3 separate regions of the Mus musculus genome follow, and regions 1 and 2 are each linked to region 3. Evidence: chromatin contacts called from public HiChIP or PLAC-seq and promoter capture Hi-C data. All regions are on one chromosome and are shown on one strand. Each heading gives the region's core, a stretch centred on a gene start, on an enhancer-like site or on the middle of the called end of the contact. The rest is flanking DNA. Distances are from core to core; before and after follow the strand shown. Region 1 holds the start of Tmem144 (transmembrane protein 144). Region 2 overlaps 4921511C10Rik (RIKEN cDNA 4921511C10 gene). Region 3 overlaps Fnip2 (folliculin interacting protein 2).

Evidence for each region. Promoter capture Hi-C pulls out the DNA fragments that hold promoters and counts their contacts. HiChIP or PLAC-seq counts read pairs in DNA pulled down with a chosen protein or histone mark.
Region 1: a promoter capture Hi-C map of pre-B cells shows a contact between it and region 3, with 2.5 times the contacts expected there. The contact joins the promoter of Tmem144 here to the enhancer-like site in region 3. A contact is called at or near these places in 3 of 39 promoter capture datasets (liver and pre-B cells), 1 of 484 Hi-C or Micro-C datasets (the G1E-ER4 cell line), 1 of 115 datasets of contacts at active chromatin or transcription factors (microglia) and 1 of 9 other capture datasets (liver).
Region 2: a contact with region 3 is called in an H3K4me3 HiChIP or PLAC-seq map of bone marrow-derived macrophages, with 2.6 times the contacts expected there. The contact joins two enhancer-like sites. A contact is called at or near these places in 2 of 15 datasets of contacts at CTCF or cohesin (the NIH/3T3 cell line and large pre-B cells), 1 of 484 Hi-C or Micro-C datasets (spermatogonial stem cells), 5 of 115 datasets of contacts at active chromatin or transcription factors (bone marrow-derived macrophages, extraembryonic endoderm stem cells, lineage negative bone marrow cells and 2 more) and 3 of 9 other capture datasets (adipose tissue, liver and pancreatic islet).

Annotation. Positions count from the first base shown.
Region 1 is chr3:79,841,472-79,844,552 of GRCm38.p6, reverse strand. Tmem144 (transmembrane protein 144) reads left to right here and starts at 1,644. Exons shown (of 12, transcript NM_001379543.1): 1 at 1,644-1,782.
Region 2 is chr3:79,232,452-79,235,699 of GRCm38.p6, reverse strand. All of the region lies in intron 1 of 4921511C10Rik (RIKEN cDNA 4921511C10 gene), which reads right to left. It also overlaps a transcript of Rapgef2 not described here. Among named protein-coding and RNA genes, the nearest start is that of 4921511C10Rik, 21 kb to the right of the region's middle. Within about 2 kb of position 1,444, at least 79 of the 459 cell types and tissues checked have an H3K27ac peak or open chromatin away from gene starts, as enhancers often do. A contact at or near this core is called in bone marrow-derived macrophages, where this site is marked.
Region 3 is chr3:79,530,336-79,533,546 of GRCm38.p6, reverse strand. All of the region lies in intron 1 of Fnip2 (folliculin interacting protein 2), which reads left to right. Among named protein-coding and RNA genes, the nearest start is that of Gm36442, 20 kb to the right of the region's middle. Within about 2 kb of position 1,641, at least 78 of the 459 cell types and tissues checked have an H3K27ac peak or open chromatin away from gene starts, as enhancers often do. A contact at or near this core is called in the G1E-ER4 cell line, bone marrow-derived macrophages, microglia and 1 more, where this site is marked.

The DNA of each region.
Region 1 (3,081 bases), core at 395-2,894, 310 kb before region 3:
ATGTGGAAAAATTTAAAGAAATTAATTGCAAAGTACATAAAGTTAAACTTAATAAGCAAATCTCTGCCTGTTTATGTGTGCACATAAACAGGAAGTTTCTCGATTTTTTCAATCACTAAATTAATCATTTCTCTTAAGAAAATGACCTTCTTTCTTTCTTCATGATACTCTGCCTCCCAGTGCAGTTCTCTGATGGATGTAGAGTTGAAAAGCAAGGCTTCCTTTCAAGAAACCTTATCTCCTAACGTCTCCACTTTTCTTCTCTTTCTTGTGAATCTCACATGACCAGATAGTGGATGGTGTCAGCTTAATCCACTCCAAGAGGCCTGCCTGCCTCAAACTCAGACTAGGCCAGGACCTAGCACTTCCTCTTCTTGAAGTTCACATCTGTGTCTTCTGCTGTGCTAGTATCCGGCCTAGAGAGACAGCCTTGCTGTCTAGGAGAGGTCTGTCACACACACACACACACACACACACACACACACACACACACACAAGAGCGCGCACACAGACACATATGGACGCGCGCGCACACATACACACACATGCACGCACACACACACGCACACAGTCACACACACACACTCACACGAACACATGCACAGAGAGAGAGAGAGAGAGAGAGAGAGAGAGAGAGAGAGAGGGAGAGAGGGAGAGAGGGAGACAGAGAGAGATGAACACACACACACACAAACACACACACACACACACACACACACACACACGAGCGCACACACAGACACACATATGGACGTGCGCGCACACATACACACACACGCGCACGCACACAGTCACACACACACACACACACACACGTGGTTTTCAGCTACAGAAGAGGCAGGTAAATCTACATCATATGCTAGTGGTTGCTTTTACCTCTGAATCTCAATCGGATGTCCGAAGCCTGCACTCCTGTCCATTGCTCTTGATTCTTACAGCTCTTTAGGTGGGGTGGGATACAGCTACTGCTCTGGAACGTGATGCACAGCCTGGTTTCACAGGAAAGCTTCCTGGAAGCTATTTTCAAAGAAATTACCTCCCGGGCCAAGCTTTATTTTCCGCAACTCCAGTGTATGGATTTGTATAAAGCCACCTCCCTTGTCTACTGAAATGTGCCAGCAAGCCACAAAGGCATTTAGTTCACATTACAGTAGCACACATTAATTGTTTACATTTGTCTAAGCTCATGATTCCAGCTACATGGGAGGCTGAGGCAGGAGGATCACAGAGTCTACTTGGGCTGTGGAGTGAGCGTTAAGCCAGTCTAGGCAACTTCGGAATAAGCTGTCTCAACTTTAAAAAGGGGGAATGAGAGTTGGGAGTGCAAATTAGGAGAGATTGCCTAACAACAAAGGCAAACCGGGATGGAATGAGCATTTATTTTGTAACTGTGTGAGGTAGCTCCGGCTTTGTCTCATCCACAAACTGCACAATTAAAGGTGTGGTGTTTAGCAGAAGGTGACTTGCTACTCACTGAACGAGCTCTTCTTTAAAGGGGGGGGGGGGGGGGGGGCACGACACTCTCTAGTTAACTCGCTGACTGACAGAGGGCCTGAGGACTCCTTAGTCACCTGACTGAGCTCCAGCCCTCCGCTGGGAGGGTGTCCTGAGCCTCCGCCTGGGAGGGACTCCGGTCTCCCTTCAGATTCCGGCAGGAAGTCCGCACGCGTCCAGGGAAGAGTCAGCGCAGTGAGACCCCACCAGGTCACCTGAGTCTAAGGTGCCCCTGGGTCTGAGAGCCGCCCTGCAACCTTCAGCTCCTCGGGAAAACTCGCAGAGCAAGTAAGTGCCAGCACTCGTGACGTCAGCCCAGAGACAGGCGAAGCTGCACTCAGATTGGAGGAAATTAAAGGAAACCAGAAATGAAATCTTTAAACTAGAGCAGGCGGCATTGATCGAGCGCCGGCACTATCTTAAACGCAGGGGAGGAGCTGCTTAAAACTTTAAAGTAGTCGGGAGAAAAAGCAGATATACCAGTAATGAAACGAAAGTAGTAAATTTTTTAGAAAGAATGAATGTAGCTTAATAAAATATTAAGTGGATACTTAACACGTAAACCTTAGAATCCTTGGACTTGAGACTTTTCCACGGAATGTTGAAAGCTTTTACCTTGGAGAAATACGAACTATTTCGATAGCTGCTGCCTGGTTGGTAATCTGTCTAAGGTAAACGCGTGTGGGCAGGTCACGTGCTACCTGACCCACGTGATATTTATGGTCCTATTGTCTAACTAAAACTTGAAAAAATTTTAAATGAATGGGAGGGATCTAGCACAAGTTTAAAGCTTGACTGAGCTCTGAAGCGAGTTTAAAGTCTGCCTAGAAAAGCTTGGCGAGACTGTCTCAAATCAAACAAAGTAAAAACGGGGTTCGGGTATAGCTGAGCAGAGCGTTTGCCGAGCATGCCGTATTATTAAAAAATATAATAATAATAATAATAATAATAATAATAATGGATTTTGTTTGCTTGCTTGCTTTTTTAAAGACAGGGTCACACTAGTGTTGTCCTGGATGGTCTGGAACTAGCTATGTAAACCAAGCAGGCGATGATCTCAAAGATCTTCCTGCTTCTGCCTTCTGAGTGCCGGAAGTTAGCTTGCTACCAACCTAGACTGAAAATAAGATTTTTAGAGGAATAATTTGGGGCTAGGTTTGTGCGAAAAAAGGGTTGGGGATACATGTTCAGTAAAGTAATGATGCTTCTCTTTACCACAGAAATGTCACTGATTTAACGCGAGATGGACTCTTCCTTATGGCAGTCTGGGATTGTTGGTTCACAGGGAATTAGATCATGTGCTTTTGGAAATGCTCTGGAGCCGTGTGCTGTAAACGAACATCGTTTATCTAAGGCAATAACTGACTGGAGTTGATTCAGCAGTCAAATGAGGTCATGCGCTCTAATTAGCACTACTAATTATTCATCCAATTCAGGCTGAAACCTGTGGCTGCCCATCAATACCCCTTAGTGGAGCCTTCTTTTCTGTAAAATAATCTACCTCATTAAATGGTTAGGCACTGTCCTCTTAGCCATGCACTTGCTTTGCTTGTTTTAATTAAAATGGAAAAAAAATGATTTCTTCGC
Region 2 (3,248 bases), core at 195-2,694, 300 kb after region 3:
AAATGCCAGCCACAGTTGCAGCCACATCTATCAGAACTGCATCTGAGGTTCTGGCTAGTTTTCTCGTTTAATCCTCCCAAAGACCTTGTTTAGTGAGCATTAGATTTACCACCATGTCTAAAGCCGAACTCTTGTTAGGTCAGTAATAGAAAGCATATGAGGGACAGAGCTCTGGGCTGTACTCAGCTGACTCAAACCAAGCTCAGCCTTCTTACCAGTGCTCAGAGTGGACCATATACACACACACACACACTTCAAGGAATTGCTTTAGTTTTCCTTCCTCCCTTCCATTTTGTGTTCTCTCTCTCTCTCTCTCTCTCTCTCTCTCTCTCTCTCTCTCTCTCTCTCTCTCTCTCTCTCTCTCTCTGACATTCCCACCTACCATGGCTTATATGGCTTATGTAAAGTCAGAGGACAATTTACAAGAGTTTCTTTCCTTCTACAATGTGGGCCACAGGGATAGAACTCAGGTTGTCAGGCTTGGTCCATTTCTTTGGTCCATCTTGTTATCTGTTGTAATAGGTTTTCACCATTGGACAATAGGGATGGGAAGTCTGTGTGTGGACTCATAGTCTTCTTTCTGTTGCTTCTTCTTTTCTCTCTCCCAGTCATCAGTTCCAAATGGAAATTATTTCTGATAGACACTGTATCTCATGTTGGGCTGTATAAAGGGCTTAATTGTAATTAAAACATTTTTCTGTTTTTTCCTCATTCTACTTCAGAAAAGGTAATTTTACACTAATCATACCTCTAAAATTTGTAAGAATTTAAAATAAGTGGTTCACTTATTTTATTTATGGAGTTAAATGAAAATTATTCTAATATTTTGTTATATTTTATTTATTTCTCAGCTCTCTAAAATTATGACAGATATCAAATTGCAGTTTTGGGGGCCAGGTTCCAATACAATTATGTGTTAGTCTTTATATGATGATAGACGATCCTGGTGACATTCTTGTATTGTCAGAGAAGTATGTGAGTTGTGGTAATTGTGTTGAGTAACTGTCTTGATGAAGTATCAAATTGCTTTCGACTACAGTAGAGGGAGGGGTGAGCTGATTGCCTAAAGCAAATAAGAAACAATGTAAACTCCAGTGAGGTGCAGGAGAGTGTTAGAAATTTAATTTTTAATTTTCTAGAAAACGTTTTGCAGAAAATAATTTAGACTTAGATAAGAAAAATAAAGAATTTGATTTAAAAAACCATGTTCACTCTACTCAGAAATTAAGCTAATTTAGTAAACTATGGCATGCTAAGAAAACTTAGGGCTTAGTTAATCTGTTTCAGCAATGTGGTGAGATCTGTAGATGGACCTTTTTCAGTGAATCAGAAGACCCGTTTGATTCGTTGGTTCGGCACGTTTGTCTTGAGGGCTTACTGTGTGTACAAGGAGTCGGTGCGGTTTGAAACACTGCCAACAAGGCTTTACTGAAAAGCAAAGAGGATCTGAAAATCTGAAAAGCAAGTGGACACATTACCGCCACCAACATCATGTGAGGGGCTGGCTGTTGGGGCGGATGTCAGGACAGATAAGATGTGTGCCCCTGGATCTGAGGCCAGTAAAATTGCTGCTTAGTTTTTTTAAAGGTATATGGTAGTTCATACAGGACTTCAGCCTTTTTTTTTTTCAGATGGGATGTTGTAATTGGTCTTGTTTTTCCTCCTAAACTGCTGCTTCTGAGCATGGCCTTAATTTTAGTTTCCTGCAAAAGTGATTGTTGAAAGATTGTGTCATAGTTGGAACAGCATCAGGAGTACATGTGAGGCCTCATACCCTAACTTCAGTTTCAAGTTTGCTGGATACAAAATTACAACATGTATCACAACTTTCTTCTTTTTCTTGGCTAAGGGGGCAGAGGGTGTACGTGACCACAGGGGGTGAACATGACCAATGCAAGAGTATGAAAGAATGTGACTGGGTGAAGTGACTATGAGAATGTTTCATGTTGAGAAATTTTCTGTAGCAGATATAAAGTAACAGTCTTGCATATTACGGGGGGGGGGGGGGGGGGAGGGAGAGAGAGAGAGCGAGGGAGAGAGAGCGAGCCTGAGCAGGCCAGCCCACAAGATTGAGATAACTGACTTTGACATATTTCTCTTTAGTGATTATTATATACATAGAGAGTTGTTGTGGAAAATATCTCGAATCCAGTAGATGTGTGGTGTGTGTTATATAGTTTTCTTTTAAATAAATAAACAAGCCACCTTTCATGTAACCTCAGGATATACTATATTAAATACTAATAGCTTTAAATAGTAAGGTTGAAACCAGTATCTTGATTGTTAGTTTGCTCAGCTATTGACATGATATTCCTATAAAAATAATCAATTAAGCATAATATCAATGCATAGGAATACTAAACTGGATACCAGGATTTTAAAAATATTCATGTTCAGGCTCTATTATAGCTTAGTGCAGTTGGCTATTTTGCATTAGTTTCAAGCACAGTTTTAAAACATGGAAGTGCACAGAATATTCCAGAAGCTGGGGAAAATGTTAACATTGGAATCCAGTCAGCAAGCTTGAAAAGTTCACATAAAGAGCTGTCTGTGTTTCTTGAAGAAGTTTTTCCTTTCCGTGGGAGGGGGAAAGGTCTGTGGTATAAATTTACTTAATATGATGTCAGTTGCATAAAGCCAGCTATGAATAATTATATTAATATTTGATTTTTAGTTGTCTTCTTGAGCCTTTATTGGTTGTGAGGAAACTAATTAGATGGTTCATTATAAAGGATCCTGTGTTCCTTTACACAGGTAAAGGTAGCGGTGCATCCTATGGAGCATTCAAATAAATCATTTGGTGCGTGTTTCCCTCTAATATCCACAAGTTAGAAGATTTTGAAATAGGAAAATACACTAATATGATAGGTGGTAACATTCTATGTATTTTAATCTATATTTATAGTTTAAAATTTCTTTGTTATATTTAATTTTTAATTAAAAATTGACATACAAAATGACTATACATATTTATGGGATATGCCTAAAGCCTTGTTGATTTATTTTTTTTGAAAACTTTTTTATAGCCTAGCTGTGGTAGTGCACACTTTTAATCCAGCTCTCAGCACTTGGGAGACTGGCAGGCGGATCTCTGTGAATTCCAGGCTAGTCTGTCTTATAGAGTGAGTTCCAGAGCAGCTGAGGCTACATAGAGAAACCCTGTCTCAAAAAACAGAAAACCTCCCAACTCAAACCAAGCCGAACCAAAAGCAAACAAAACCCAAAACAACAAAACACTTTTTCATAAT
Region 3 (3,211 bases), core at 392-2,891:
GCTAGCCAAACCAAATCAGCCCCCAAATTCATTTTTTATACAAAAAGTGAGATGCATTTCTCTAACACATCTGTATAGAATTCAGGATTTGAGCCCTTTTTGTTGTTTGCTTGTTTGAGGCAGAGTTTCTCTGTGTAACAGACCCTGGCTGTCCTGTACTCGATTTGTAGCCTAGGCTGGCCTTGAACTCACAGAGATCTATCTGCCCATCTCCCAGTGCTAGGATTAAAGGTGTGTGCCATCCTCCCACCTGCACTTCCCACCTACCCCTGCAGTTTATGCCATATTTAAAGCATTGTCCTGTCAGTCTTGCGCCTGCCCTCTCATTTCTTCTGCAAGTTTGGTCTGAGCATCAGATGACTGGGAGATGCTGTAGGCCATTTGTGTCCTCCAGCTGTCCTGTCCCTTAAACTGGAACTAATTTTCATAATATTTGGATGTTCCCTGTTTGTTTGTTTTTTTTTTGTTTTTGTTTTTTTTGAGTTATTTTAGACAGTTGAAAGGTAAAAAAGAACCCATGGCCAGTTTGTGCCCGGGGGTCAAAACTTCGTGCAAAAAGGAATTCGTTCTCTCCTACTCTAGGTCTGTCTTCACACCATCAGTTTAGCAGTTGCCACAGAGAAGAAAATTCATTGTCATAGGTGTGTTGCAATCTGAAACTTGGGAAGTCTTTTTTTTTTTTTTTTTTTTTTTTTTTTTTTTAAGTTCATGGAGGGTGGCGGGTTCCGGTCCAATGTACGGCATGTAAAATGTCTTAAATCAACTGAGGTCTGGGCCTGGCATCCCTAGTTTTCCTTACCTTAAATTAGTGGGTAATTTATAAAGATACTTTTAGGACTAAGACCATAGAGCCAGCCAATGGTTCACCTCACCTTAGGGATGGACCCAGTAGTACTTTCTTCAACCTAATTCCAGGCAAAAGGAATTGGTATCATCACTCTGCTGTTGGTTTCTAGCCTTGACCTGTGTTTAGGGGATCACCAGCTCAAATTTATCTCCTAACACTCCCATATCCAGGTGAGCTATGTTGATGTCAGAAGCTAGCACTGTTCTAGGGCTCTGGTAATTCAGGGCTTTCTCAGCTTGAATAAGCCCAGGAATTCAAATGCAAGAGTTAGAAGGCTTTTTACCATCAGTTGCCTCTCATCATCATTACTTTCCCCCATCCCCACTCATACCATGGCCAGAGTGTGCCCCAGCTCTGCTTCTCATCCCACACGTCTCCTTCTACATATTAAGATCTCCATTCGACTCTTGTGGGTAGCCATCCTTCACTCACTGTGGACAGAGTTTTGCAAGGTTGTGGAGTAGAAGCTGTCAGCTGATACTTACTCACATGAGAACCATTAAGAGGGTGGTGCGGCCAATGTCAGAGCAACCTTGCAGCTGAAGGTTTACCCAGAGCCACATGAGCTGGGCTCGTGACTAGTGAAGGCAGGGCTGCTTGTAAACTCAGCTCGAGATGCAGATGGTGTGAGTCAGTGCAAGCTGCTGGACCTGTTGAGTGCACTTGAGTGCAGGCGGAGAAAAAGCAGGGAGAGATTTGTACTTGTCTACTTTATTATGGGTTTACTGAGAGCACATCCGCTTCTAGAAGTCATCCTGGGCTTCATTTGCATGATGAATGAACATCCCTTTTTTTAAGCTCCCAAAAGAGGAAGTTAGTAGTAGCTGGGCTCACGTGCTGTGCTTGGAGGGAAATGGTCTTTAGTCTGGAGCTGCTGCTCGTCACCGTGGCATATCCTTCAGATAATGAAGGAACTTTACAGAGTGGGCTAGTCCACACTGCTGGTCAGGATCAACTGAAGAGCATCTATGCCCTCAGGAGATGTGTGGTGGTACAGCAGACAGCACAAACTGGCCAGTAGGCCAACAGGAGTCAGCCAGATGTCTGACCGATACCACTTGTGGTGCTGGGAGGATTTTCAAGACACTTGTATGTGCAAAGATTCCAAAATGTGCCAGAGGAGGACGCGACACAAATTCCACAGTGCTCAACCACAGGTATGAATGTTTAGTTCTGTTTCAGTCTGGAAAATACTAACCACACGGGACTCTAAGAAGCTTTATTGATTTGAATTATGTTTTCAAGAATGCTTTACGTAGGAGAAATGTAGTTATTGGTGACTTGTAGAAACAAGTCCTTTCCTCTGTAGAAAAGATGTAGGTAGGCACAGGTATCTGTAGTGGCTCTTAGGAGTCTGTCACTATCTTAACTTCTTAAGTGTTCATTACCTCTGCTGGGGCCAACTTGTGTGGAATCGATTGTGTCCTCTTTTGGAACGCTGAGCTTTATAAGGCAAAAGGTAAAGCTCTGAGCTTTAACTTAGCACACAGAGGACCAGAGGACAGGCAAGGACTGGAGACCTGCTTTGTGGGAGTGCTGAAGCCAGCTGCTGAGGGAGAACCTGGTTCGACTCTGGAAAATGCCTTTTGTGAAAAGGATGTGTATGACAAACTAACTTGAATAGCGAGGTTGGCCATAAGGAGCACAGTTGGACCTGTTATATTCTTTCTAGTTACTTTATATACTTTTTAGATGTATTTATTCTATTTATATGTATAGGTTGTTTTGTCTGTTTGTATTTCTGTGCACCACTTACATGCCTGGTGCCAGGAAGGCCAGAGGACGTCAGATCTTCTAGAACTGGAATTAAAGATGGTTTTGAGCTACCACATAGCTTCTGGGAATTGAACCTGGACCCTCTGGAAGAGCAGCCAATGCTCTTAACCACAGAGCCATGTCTCCCAGCCCCTTTATGTACTCTGGAAGAACTTCTCTAGTAGTGGAACTTAATTCCGACGGTCATTTCCCAAGAGTGGTTCACATGCTCTCTGCTCTTCCAAAGGCACCTGTTCATAGAGCAAGAGGTCATGAAGGTCATGAAGGGTGAGGACCATGAGGACCCTGAGGATGGCACTGTGATACGTGTGCTCTTACCTGCTCCTGTCAGGAAAGAAGGGTTGAGTGGTGGGGAAGTGGAGCTCCACCTCTGGGAGGCAGCCCCAGGGCTGACTGCGGCATGCTACTGCTGAGCTATGGGGTAGGCTCAGGTTGTTTTAAAGAGTCTTCTCTGGGAGTTCAAAACTGCATCATTAGGACATTTTCCCTTCTGTTTTTTTATTCTTCTAGATTTCCAAATCCCCAAGATGTTATTTGGGGTGGCCATCCACAAAGGATAATAGCCTGGATCATGGCAATTTCTTTAAA